2 separate regions of the Hordeum vulgare genome follow, and region 2 is linked to region 1. The links are chromatin contacts, called in public Hi-C maps. All regions are on one chromosome and are shown on one strand. Each heading gives the region's core, a stretch centred on a gene start, on an enhancer-like site or on the middle of the called end of the contact. The rest is flanking DNA. Distances are from core to core; before and after follow the strand shown. Region 1 holds the start of LOC123447021 (EPIDERMAL PATTERNING FACTOR-like protein 5). Region 2 has its middle 22 kb from the start of LOC123447022.

Region 1 (2,527 bases), core at 9-2,508:
CCTCAAAACGGTAAACTGGCTTGGCGACTGCAGAAGGAGAAGGGGGAGAACCAGAGAGAAGGAGAGAGAGAGTGAGAATCAACCAACACATCTCGATCCATCTCCCCGCCTCTTCGGACCCAACAAGGCACGACCGGCTAGCTAATTACCACATCACACTCGTTAAAATCTCCAACAACTGAACAATGTTATTACATACATCGAAGAAGCCTCCAATTTCTGGTTCCTTTTCCATGGTTCCATCCATCTCTCCGTGCTCTACTCCCTCCTCCTCTTCTTCTTCTTCTCTAGCTAGATCTCTCTCGTCGGCGTGCGAGTGCTGGAGCCCTGGCCTTGCGCGCGCACACGTGGCCTTGAAGAGCTAGCTCCCGTGGGCGAAGTGAAGCGGCCGTAATGGCGGGCCGAGCCGGGGGCAGCGTCAGGGCATGAAGGGGGCATACATATACGTGCAGACGGACGGGTCATGGCATGAAGAGCCTGTCGCCGCACTTGCAGCGCCAGGCCTCCGGGTAGTACTCGAGCGGGAAGCTGACGCCGGGCTGGATGGCCACGTGCACCGGCCGGCACGGGTGGCACCTCCCGCACCGGCTCTGGCACGTCGGCGGCGATGAGCCCGGGCCCACCAGCTCCCTCCGCCGCGCCGTCTCCGCAGGGTCCCCCCACGAGTACCGCTCGAGTGATGCTTCACCGCCCCCGCCGGCGCTCCCCCGGCTTGTCGCGGCGCACCCACCTGCAGGCAGTAGACACACACGCATGTGCGCACGTAGGTGTGAGCTGCAGCTCGCCCTCGCCATGTATATAATGCGGAAGAAACATGGAGGAAGTGCATGTCTCTGGCCGTCTTACCGAGGGCAGCGGCGAGCAAGAGGAGGTGGAGGAGGATGAGCCCGCGGCGGCTCGCCCAGGCCATGGGTGGCCGAGCGTGTCCGCTCGGCTAGGTCACAGGATCCCCGTATCACCCACGCCGCCCACCGAGCGGCCGGCGCCGGCTAGCTCGAGGACAGGCCGCGGGCGGCGAGGGGGGGGAGCAGGATGGAGAAGAAAGCGAAGCGAAGCAAAGCAAGAAAGCAGAGCGAGACGGGCGCTGAATGCCGCTGCCGCTGCCGCTGCTGCGGTGCACGAGGGGGGGTGACGCGGACGGGAGGGAGTGGAGTGGCGTTTGTGTGCGCGCGCGAGTCAATCCGCACGCACGCACGGAGTAGTCATGGACCGTGCGGGCTCTGAGCAGAGAGAAAGAGAGAGAGAGGAGATGAGAGGGGGAAGGGACGGAGAGATGAAATAAAGAGGGAGCGAAATCCAGAGCTGGGGCCGTGTGCTGGTGGGTGCGCGTGTGTGTGGCTCACTCACCCGGGAGCCAGCCGGCGGCGGCAGCAATCCGGCTCGCAGTCTGTGCGCCAGCGTGGTGGGGCCGCTGCCGGTACGTCCCGGGCCGGGCCGGGCCGTGGGCGGGACGGGGTTGGGCATGAGTATGACCGTATGTATGGGTGTGGTATAGTAAATTGCGCCCACCGGTGTAATCCCTCCCACCGACTTAACCATGAGATCACCTCCCGGGCTTCAACAACCGGTGTCTTCACATCAGTCTTTCCTCCGTTTCGTCACGTCCTCATGAGTGTACGTAGATGGTTTCCACACGCATGCATTGATGCATGGCCGCACGTGTTGCCGTGTTGGTCCTGATGGTGCTTGTGACCAGCTAGAAGATCGATCGGTTCACGGATGGAAGATGGGTCGGAGACACGGGAGTGCTGATACTGCTTGTCACCGGCTAGCAAGTCGGCCGACGCAGCATACTACACGATGAGTGAAGACGCTCGGACTGGATCGATCGTCAATTCTAGTATGTTGCTCGCCCCTCGTTTTCGTTGCTCCCTTCATGAGTCCTGGTTCCGTTCGGGAATGGCGCTTATAGTTGCCAAAGTATGTAGGCAGGCCACCTAGATTCCGCCTAATCTTGCTGCATTAGCCGTCCCATCGGTCCTTCCCGTCCTGCTCCGCCTTGTACTAGCATTTACCCTTCTCGGTCAATTTTTTTGCAGAGTTGATCCCTCTTGGATTAATGAAGTCGGTTAATTGGACGGACTACGAGTACGGCACATGTCTCCGCAGCTACTACTCCTACTCTTCTCTGCTCTTAAACTCGTTTCGGTGGTCAATCCGTAATAAATCTCAGCATGAAGAACTGGTCCATGATTACTAAGAGGGTGCTTGACACGTTTTAGTCCCATGATTAAAAATAGTGCGGTTAAAAATTGCTAGTCTTACCCATGCTTGCATCCAAATACAGTACTAAAGAGACTAAAATCAAGGTAATGGACATTTATTATCCTCGAAACCCTTCAATCCAAAACTCACCTGTGTTAAAGGAGAGAAGTTAAACAAGAAGAGAGAGGACTAATCCATATTTTAGTAGGAGTATCGCTAACTAAAAAAATTTAGTCTCAAGACTAGTTTTATTTCCTCTTTAGTCAGGGATGTTTGGATTTTTAGCTTATTAAAGAGATTATTTTTAGTCAGACTAAAATAA
Region 2 (2,527 bases), core at 16-2,515, 210 kb after region 1:
CTTGTTGATGTGTATAAGTGTGAAGAGTGTCATGTGTGTGCCGTTCGTCGGTATGTGACAGCTTTAGCCCGGTTTTTCGTTAATTAACTGGACAATTTTTTTTTAATGAATGGAGAAATTCTGCAATTTCGACAAGTGTGTGCTACACCGTGCGGGTGTTCCTTCTGGCGACTACGAACAGCTTGGGAACAAAATTGAAAGATGTGCCCTCAGGAAGCCGGCTGTCATACCACAAGCTCGCGCGCGTCCTGTCTTGAATGGTGACCGCACAGACCGCCGTGAACATCTGCCCCTCGGTCGTGTCACCGGAACCGGGTGCCCTGGCCATGGCACAAGTGCGGCTCTCTCTCTCCGGAGCCACCTCAACCGCAGCGCTGAGTCGTTGAAGATGCCTTTACAGGCGTATGTTAAATAATCCCTTTGTTTATAAATATTTGTTGTCGAAAATAACTAAACTAGTTTTTACCAACAACAAGTATTATGGATAGTAGACGCTTCCAACAAGAAATGACGTGCTAGAAATATAGAGTAATTCCGTAGTACAATTCTAGTCTGTGGATGCTGAAACTTCCGAAACATGTCGCATGCAAAAATTTATTTGGTCCTGCAAGAGTGTGCAGCATTGCCCACTTCAAAGATTAGACGCAAAAAGAATTGTAAAGAAACATCAGGGGACATGGATCAGGTGTGCCTTCTTTTTCTTCCGTGCGTGGACTTGAGAGACAACGTATTGACCAAGGCCAAAACCTGTCACTTCTGCTGTTATGTGGTCGTCTTATCTTGTCCACTGACTCCAACGCCGAGTAATAATTTATCCATACCCCCGTCACATTTGTACGCTTCCGATTCGAGATATACCGAACCCGAAATCACCATGACGTATGTGAAATGCAAGCAATGCAATGCATCCGCCACTGAAACCCACATGTTGGACCGTGTATCCGCCTCCAGGCAGACCAACCGTGCATGGATCTTGCGGCGAGAAACCCACGACCCGTCTTTCGTGAGCAGCAGTACGAGCAGCAGTACGCATGCACAGGGAGTGGAGTCAGGGCTAGCAGTGGCAGCGCGGTGGTACGAGCAAAAGGCGCAATCGATATCCGCGCCGCGAGAGAAAAGGCGGAGAGAGGGTTTTGGTTTGGTCGACGCGATCGGTATACGCTCTCGTGAAGAAAAAGCGGCCGCTGCCACACGTGCAAACCCACACGGGACCTCTGTCTCCCTCCTGCTCCTCGTGCCTCCTGGACCACCCTCCGCCCGCCCGGCCATGGAGATCAGTAAGTAGATTGTTTCCTCATGGCCACCGCTACTACCAGTACAGTACAGCACAGTCTCACGCCTCACAAATACAACCACCAGTACCAGCACTACTACTACAAACCCCACGACCATCTTCATGTAATCATGTGAGAAGTAGTAGTACTGGATTCAAACCATGCCTTTGGAAGGGAGCAGGCGCACAGTGACACTGCACCGGCCCTTGGAGGCCCGTGTCTCTAAGCTAAATGTGCCCATTAATCCATTGCGTCTTCGGTGCAAGTTTCCGATCTCCTTTGGACGGTGCTGTGACTTTGTGAGCGCGTGTGAGACAAGCATGGAAGTTAAACAGAGGCTTGAGCCTGCGCGCCACTGTTTGCAGCGAATCCGGCCATCACCCCAGCTGTGGAAGCGAAGAAAAAGAATGCACCGTCACCAGCCGCAGCCGTGGACCAGTCAAATATCAATTGCACGCCGTGGGCCGTGGGCGCCCACCGCCCACCGTCTCTTTCCTCGCGGCCCCACTGGTGGGCCCGTCGAGTACCGGGCGGACGCGGAGCACGTGTCGGCTCGCCGTTGGCTCTTACCGACTCTTCCGTCCCTTGCTGACCGTTGACCTGGGCCGGGCTTGGTCCGTCGTCTGGAGCCCGGGGGCCGGCCCTGAATAGGCCCGGCCGTGTGGTCAGTCAGTCACGCGGGGTCCATGGCATTTATTACGCGATGAGGCAAGCGCCCACCTGGCGAGGCATCCTCGAGAAGGGAATCGTCTGTCCCCGACACGGGGGCCCCGCGAGGCGTGGGTGGGGGTCATTTCGGTCACTTCGGCATGGGCGCACGAGCGGGGGGAAAGCTCACCTGCCCGCGCCCCACGAACGACCCGCCAGCCCGACAGAGGCGAACCCTCTGCACCCCAGCACGCGCACGTACGCACGCACCCATGCAGGGCCCCGCCGCTCAGGCCCTACCCGGCCCGGTACGGACACGCCTCGTTCGTTCGCTCGCCCATGGACACGGTGTATGCATGCGGCACGCACGTACGTAGAGTACGTACGTACGTCGCAGAACGGGCGTTTTAACTCGGCGTCCAACACTTGCACGGCACCATACGAGTGCATGCAGGGCTACGTGGTAGTACGTACGTACCGGTGTACCACCGACCCTACGTACGTACGACGGCGATACACGTGTGGAGAGACGGGCCAGTTATAATGGGGCGGCGGTACGTGCCGTCGATCGGCTGGGCGCTCGCGTCGCATGCATCAACTCAGGC

Evidence for each region. Hi-C and Micro-C count contacts between places; a contact is called where the count stands out from the background.
Region 2: a Hi-C map of leaf shows a contact between it and region 1, with 7 times the contacts expected there. The contact joins the enhancer-like site here to the promoter of LOC123447021 in region 1. A contact is called at or near these places in 2 of 6 Hi-C or Micro-C datasets (leaf and seedling) and 1 of 1 datasets of contacts at active chromatin or transcription factors (embryo).

The regions. Positions count from the first base shown.
Region 1 is chr4H:559,240,657-559,243,183 of MorexV3_pseudomolecules_assembly, forward strand. It overlaps LOC123447021 (EPIDERMAL PATTERNING FACTOR-like protein 5), which reads right to left and starts at 1,259. Exons shown (of 2, transcript XM_045123577.1): 1 at 847-1,259; 2 at 1-730. The coding sequence starts at 910. The coding sequence ends at 462.
Region 2 is chr4H:559,448,111-559,450,637 of MorexV3_pseudomolecules_assembly, forward strand. No RefSeq gene overlaps it. Among protein-coding and RNA genes, the nearest start is that of LOC123447022, 22 kb to the right of the region's middle. Within about 2 kb of position 1,266, at least 3 of the 3 cell types and tissues checked have open chromatin away from gene starts, as enhancers often do. A contact at or near this core is called in leaf and seedling, where this site is marked.